Linked DNA regions of Mus musculus: region 1 is linked to region 2. Evidence: chromatin contacts called from public ChIA-PET data. All regions are on one chromosome and are shown on one strand. The core of a region is the stretch at or near the end of the contact, and the rest is flanking DNA. Distances in the headings are between cores, read along the strand shown.

Region 1 (3,514 bases), core at 94-2,593, 490 kb before region 2:
CATCATGGGGGACTGCTCAGCTGTAAAGAAAAATGAAATCATAAACTTTTCAGGCAGGTGGACAGAACTAGAAAAGATCATGTTGAGTGAGATGTCCCAAACCCAGAAAGACAAATGCCCCATGTTCTTTCTCATCTGTGGTCCCTAGCTCCAAGTCTTCAGATGTGAGCAAATAAACTAGACTAACCACAGAAACCAGAAGGTAAAAGGAACCATGGAGCATGGTGGGAATCAATATAGGTAAATATCTGGGTGCAACTGACTTGTAGAGGGAAAAGCAGGGGCACTTTTTTTTTTTTTTTTTTTTTTTTTTTTTTGCAACAGGGTTTCTCTGTGTACCTCTGGCTGTCCTGGTAATTAGGGAGGTGGAGGGAAGTTAATAAAGCAGGAGAGAAGAGGGTAAAATAAGAGTAAGAAAAAGTCATAAGGAATCAGTTATTATCTATCAGAATTACATATAAGACATGCAAGCCTATACATATATACACATATGCACACATACTATATATATGAAATTTCCCATCTGGGCTGACAATGCTCTCCCCAGAAGCCATACACTAGTAACAAAAGCCCCAGCACCAGGCATGAGACGTAGCCTTTTGAGCTGTGGGTTAGAGTTGTCGAAGAGACTCCCTATACCTGGCTATTGTCACTGCCTTGGATGCTTCCCAGAGGCTGAACGGAAGTCTCTGTTGCTGAACATACCATATACTTTGGACACAGACATGAGGGATCCAAGCTGGCTCTGATTTTAGAGCTTCCTCCATGAGGCCGAGCCTTCGTTGTAGCAGAAGATGCCATGCAAGCTTCCAAAGAAAGGAAGTACCCAGCTATGATGCCTATGAACCAAAACTAGCACCGCACAGTATCCCTAAGAGCATAGTGGTAAGCATATTTACTGGTAACCAAGAGTTCTTAACTGGACTTAAGGTTCACTCAACAAGAGGGAAATCAAGCTTAGCACTAGAAACCCAGCCAATTGCAAGGGACTATAAAGTCATGAACCTTGGAGGAGATCCACTATCTACCACTCTACTAAAGCGCCATGACCCCTAACTCCATTCTGAAAACATTTATGCTTATGACCACAGAAAAGTATAGTTCTCATTTCTCATCAAAGCAACTTCTCTTTGCAATAGACAGACCAATAAAGAAATCTGTAATTGATCAAAATGCAGAGAAGTGACAGTATTGTCTGTCACCCTGGACCAACCATACACCTACAACACAGCTCCTTCACCAAAGGCTTGAGAGTCATGGCAGAAGAGAAGACAGAAAGATTGTAAGATCCAGAAAGTAACAGAAAGTTTGCTGTGAGGTTTCCTCTCCTAGAAAGGTGAGAGAGGCTACACCCAGGAAGTCTCATCAACGTGGCTGCTTAAACAAGACCTAGACAAAGATGACACCAACAGACACACTAACATGGAAGTCAAAAATCTCATGGGACATCCACTCTAGACAAAGAACTACAGGCAAATAAGCAATGCTGAGAGCAGGAGAAATAGAACTCTTCCCCAGGGAGGAGCCCCCAGATTGGTTATCCAATCCCAAGAGGTCAGCCCTGAAATCAAGAAACACTTTATAGACTGAGCAGATTGTATTTACACATTTAGGAATATATATCTCAACAATTAGAGAAATGGAGGCCATGAACTTGAAAGAAAGCAAGGGGATGTAGAGGAAGGGTTAGAGAGAGAGAAGGGGAAATAGGAGGGAAATGATGTAATTATATTTTAATTTCAAAAAGCTAAGGTTTATTACTTTTGAACATTCAGTTTTTCAAGAGAAGCCGATGTTTTTATTTTAGTACTTTATATAAGGATTAATAGGCATGGCAGATCCTCAGGAAGAGGCCATGTCCTGTTCAACATGGGAGTACTAAAGTCCACCCTACAGAGCTCCTAGAAAACCCCACAGAATGGCAGCAAAGTCTACTGCTTCAGTGCGTAAGGAAGCTATACCATACGGAAGACGATGGCATGAACATAACTGTGCGCAGGGGACAAGAACTGGCAGCTCTGTTACCCGCTCCCATTTCCTTACTCCCCACTCACAATGAACACTCAGAACACAACATGACATTTTCGGATATAGTAGTACCCAGAAAGAACCGCAGGAGGCTGAGGCATGGGGCACCCTACCTTTATATCCCGGTGGACTATCTGATTGTCGTGAAGGTATTTTAATCCTTCCAGTATCTGCTTCGTATAGAAGCCAATCGTCTGTTCGTTGTCCTTTAATGGGCCCCATTTTGAACGAAGGAGAGCAGAGAGGCTTCCTATAAGATAAGAGAAACAGTGAGCAAAACTCATTCAAGCTCTTTAAAGCAAATACATAGCGTGACACTAAATGAAGCCAGAATGCACTGGCTCTTCACAGTAGGCCAGACTCTGCTGGTTGCCTGGGTTCAAATAGGAACATGTATGAAACATAGGAACATGTATGAAAATATCCCTATTCTGAAGGCAGCCAGTAATAGGATACTCAGTTGCTAGCTTCATTCAATCCATGCCACAGTGACTGAAACTAGACCGGTTTCAAAATGTCTGTACTGCCTGCTGAGTAGCGTCAAGTTCATGTCACCCATCTGACCATTGTCTCAACACAGACAAATCAAGATCTGGACTCTAACAAATTCCATTCAATCTAGCTCTTCTTCAGGCCTTAGAAATTCACACTTCTGAAGGTAAGACAGGCACCCCTTACCTCCTGGGACTTGCTCCATGAAGATTTTGATGAAGCCGTTCTCACTGAAGGAGCCCAGATACTGGACAATGTTTTTGTGTTTCAGATGCTTGTGCAGGGCGATTTCTTCATGCAGGGGCTGAGAGTATCTGGAAGACACGCAAATGTCAGTACGCTAAGCATCAGACAGACTTTAGAGTATTAACTTAAGCAACACTAAAAACACCAGCTAAACTGTGCCCACAAATAAAACCAATGACCGTCCAAGGCCTTTATTTCTCATAAATTCTATGACATTGCAGCTGCAGCAGGACTGAGGGGAAGTGTTGGATATTGTTCAAGCTCCTTGCATAGATCAACTCATTTCTTTTCACTAAACGTACTAGTTATGGGACACCATTTTACAGACAAGAGAAGTGATGAATAGAAGAATGACCAAAGATCACAAAGCTAGTGGCAGACTTAAGTCTTGACCTAGGAGATTAGATACTATTCACACCACTTTTTTAGCATGGCAGCCTGCTCCACTGGCTTCAGCATCGTAACCACTCCATCAGGGGACAAATATTCCTAATGTCTTAATCATGTTCAGTCACAACTTCCCGATGGTTCATCAACTCTTTAGTAAGAACGACAAAACCATTCATGTTCCAATTCCTTTCTCTCTGCTCATTCAAACCGCTCACCTTCTGAATCGACAAAGTCTATCACACTATGACTTTTCACCAGATCCTAAACAAACCTCTACACTGAAAGGCCAGCTGTATACCAGAGTTCACAATCATGTGCTTAGTGTATGCAACCGTAACAAAGTATCAACCTGTTTTAT
Region 2 (3,595 bases), core at 226-2,725:
TCTTTCTCTTTCTCTTTCTCTCTCTCTCTCTCTCTCTCTCTCTCTCTCTCTCTCTCTCTCTCTCTCTCTCCCTCCCTCCCTCCCTCCCTCCCTCCGTCCCTCCCTCCCTCCCTCCCTCCCTGCTGTGGAGACACCTCTGGCTGTGTTCTCCCTCATGTCTACAATAAAAGCCTGCCCCTTAACCATACCTTGGCTCCATCATACTGAAAGTCCCTGCAGTTCCTGATGGTGTCACTTTGTTTGGGAAGTTGTATAATGTAGGAAGGTGGGGGTTGCTGGAGGAAGTGGGTCACTGGAGGTGGAACTTGAGGTTTTAAATTGCCCCTGACCCTTCTATTAACCTTCCTGCTTCCCAACTATCACTCAGTGTTTGCAGCTCTTCCCACTAAGCTTTCCGTGACGGGGATGTAACCTCTCAACCTGTAGGCCAAGCAAACACTCTCTCCCAAATCCGCTTCTGTCCAGGTACCCTGGTGGTTTGGGGCCAAGGTGTGATACTCAGAGATCATGCCACAGAATAGGCTGAAGGCAAGACATCTGCTGGGAGACAGAGGAGATTGAAAGGGTGTCTCAGAGTGGGGGCATGAACCAGCTAGTCAGACAGACAGACAGACAGACAGACAGACAGACAGACAGTCAGACAGTCAGTCAGATAGGCAGACAGACAGACAGGGAGACAGGCAGGGAGACAGGCAGACAGACAGACAGGAAGATAGGCAGACAGACAGACAGGGAGACAGGCAGGGAGACAGGCAGACAGACAGAAAGTCAGACAGTCAGTCAGACAGGCAGACAGACAGACAGACAGACAGACAGACAGACAGGGAGACAGACAGACAGGAAGATAGGCAGACAGACAGACAGGAAGATAGGCAGGCAGACAGACAGACAGGCAGACAGACAGGGAGACAGACAGGTAGACAGGGAGACAGACAGGGAGACAGACAGACAGACAGACAGACAGACAGACAAATAGGCAGACAGACAGATAGAAAACAGACAGGGAGATGGAGACAGAAACAGATACAGACAGAATGAATAAGCAAGATGCCCACAGAGATCTGGGGTGGCCAGCACACTTTAAAAGGTTCTCCTATTGCATGGTGGAAAGGCACAGCCCCTGACAGTGGTGAGTTACTTAAGTGGCTGTGGCTGAGTTGCCCAAAGTCAGGCTGGCAGAGCGCCTAATCTACAACACAAGTAATTCATGCTTGTCACTAAGTCGGTACTGAGAGTGGTGTTGTTATGAGGGTGTTGGTATGACTGTTATGGTCTTTAGAGCGTCTGTGAGAGGATTATGGAAGAGTTTGAGAATCCAGGCTGAAAACTCCCTTAGAAACTTGTAAACAGCTCAACAGCTGTGGTGGGAGTTTGGAAGACTAGGAGGAGAGACTGGAGGCTGTTGGGGGCTGGCTCATGAGGTTACAATGTGGCATAGAATCTGGCTTCCTCTTGCCCGTTTCCTGAGACCTTGAGACAGGCTGTTTTAAAGTAACAGACTCTGCTCAGTGAAGGAAATTTCAAGGCAAGATAGCAGCCGCTGTTTTGCCACTTTTATGCTGAGTTACCGTGAAAAGGAGCAAGGAGGGAGAGAGATGAAGTGCAGACTGAGTAGACAGGCGTATGGTTACAAGGCAAGGCTGGGTGAAGCAATGGCTTGGCTGTGCTCTGTACTGGAACCCCAGGGGAGCTGCCCTGAGGTAAGAGGACAGCACCCAGCAAAGGCTCTAACCTGTGAAAGCGCAAATACTCACTGGGGAAGCCAGTCAGAAACCATGAAAAGGCTTAGATGACTTGATGTGATAGTATTTCTGTTTAAACATGAAGCCATTCATAAACCTCAATATGAGAGAATATTCCATTTGTCAACACAAAACATAGAACAGCATGCTAAAAATAAACGTAGTAAGAAATACCCTGTGCTTAGGATGTCTAAAGCGAATAAGGGACATAAAAGACTTGTATTGAAGAGCATTTAACTATGGAAAATTAGTCATTATTAGTAAGCATTATAGTGATAGAATGCTGATTCAAATCCCCAAAGAACTTCAAATGGGGGAAGGGGTGGAATCTGGCAAAGAAAAAAAAGTCTGTAAGTCTATAGTTGACCTTAGAAAACAAACAAACAAACAAACAAACAAAGCCCCCCAAAACAGCTAGGGGCTAGAGAGATGGTTCAGTGGTTAAGAGCATTGACTGCTCTTCAGAGGTCCTAAGTTCAATTCCCAGCAGCCGCATGGTGGCTCACAATCATCTGTAATGGGATCTGATGCCCTTTTCTGGTATGTCTGAAAGATAGCCACAATGTACTTGTATACATAGATAATTAAAAAAAAAAACAAAACACAACAAAACAAAAAACAATTATTACAAAAAATCAGTAGAAAGATGCCTAGACTAGTGAAGCGCACTCCTCAGTAGCTGAGGGCTTTCCCACAGATGAACAGAGCCTGGGGCTCAGATCTAACGTCTTAAGCCACTGATGAGTTAGTCTATTGAGTAAACAACACTGGAACTGGAGCGTAGGGGCGACATTGGACGGCATGGGTGTGAACAGTCTATTTTTACTCTGGCCCATCCTGCTATTTTTCTGTTTCCTGGATGTCATGACGTGATTTTGGCATGTCCATTGGTCCTGATGTTTCTGTTTTACCACACACCTAAAAGCAACGGTGACTGCTGACCATGGTGTGAAACTTCCAAAGCCGTGAGCCCAAATACATCTCTTCTCCCATCAGTTGTTTCTCTCAGGCGTCTGTCACAATGCTGAGAGCTCTAATATACACTAGAAGAAAGCTTTAAAGATTAAAACTGTGATACACACACAGAACTGACTAATGAATGAACAGCCATTGTTCAGAGGGATGGCAATCCAACATGATAAATGTTCATGCCTTAGTAAACAGTATCAGAGTAGTTAGTCAGGAGTAAAATGCACTCAGTTGTGATTGCAAAAGGACATGTTCTGAATACTGGAAATAGCTCCTTGGTACAAGATTGCGTCTAGGGTTCCTGCAATCCACTAAGGTCCACTCAAGTCTCTTGTATAGAAGCATCTAATATTTGCACGGAGCCTGCACACTCTCCTGCCCTACCTTAAATCCTCTAGTCAAGGTGCACTCATAATTTGCCTTGGCTCATTTACTAAGTAAAAAACTGAATTAAAAATGTGGCTCATTAATTCATTGGAGCAGGTGAACATTTTAATATTAATGTTTGTTTTTAATGTTTTTGCATGGTATAATCATTCATGTACATGGATTTGCATGTGTGTGTGGGTACGAACACTGGTGCAATCCAGGGCTTAACTTCTGGTGTCTTCCTCAACCGTTCTCTGCTTACCTTAGTCTTCCCTGGACTTGATGCTCAGTTTTCAGCTCAGCGGTTCGGCTTGAGCTAGGAAGCCTCCTTTCTCGGGCTTCTTGGTTTGGGGTTGTAGGCAAGTGCAGCCACATGCAGCTTTTTGTGTGTGCTGAGGATCTAAACTCAGGTCCTCATGCGTGTGCTGCAGCGCACCTACGCAGCAATCTCCAGCCCAGATCTTACATTTCTACTATCTCAGTGATTTCAAGGCCTCCTGTAAAACAGAAACTGT

Evidence for each region. ChIA-PET counts read pairs in DNA pulled down with a chosen protein or histone mark.
Region 1: a contact with region 2 is called in an RNA polymerase II ChIA-PET map of effector CD8 T cells, with 9 read pairs. The contact joins two enhancer-like sites. A contact is called at or near these places in 3 of 39 promoter capture datasets (embryonic stem cells, liver and stem cell-derived epiblast-like cells), 1 of 115 datasets of contacts at active chromatin or transcription factors (effector CD8 T cells) and 2 of 9 other capture datasets (embryonic stem cells and liver).

The regions. Positions count from the first base shown.
Region 1 is chr10:20,098,825-20,102,338 of GRCm38.p6, reverse strand. It overlaps Map3k5 (mitogen-activated protein kinase kinase kinase 5), which reads right to left. Exons shown (of 30, transcript NM_008580.4): 16 at 2,707-2,834; 17 at 2,142-2,278. Among named protein-coding and RNA genes, the nearest start is that of Map7, 70 kb to the left of the region's middle. Within about 2 kb of position 1,343, at least 3 of the 459 cell types and tissues checked have an H3K27ac peak or open chromatin away from gene starts, as enhancers often do. A contact at or near this core is called in effector CD8 T cells, where this site is marked.
Region 2 is chr10:19,611,236-19,614,830 of GRCm38.p6, reverse strand. No RefSeq gene overlaps it. Among named protein-coding and RNA genes, the nearest start is that of Il22ra2, 9.0 kb to the left of the region's middle. Within about 2 kb of position 1,475, at least 127 of the 459 cell types and tissues checked have an H3K27ac peak or open chromatin away from gene starts, as enhancers often do. A contact at or near this core is called in effector CD8 T cells, where this site is marked.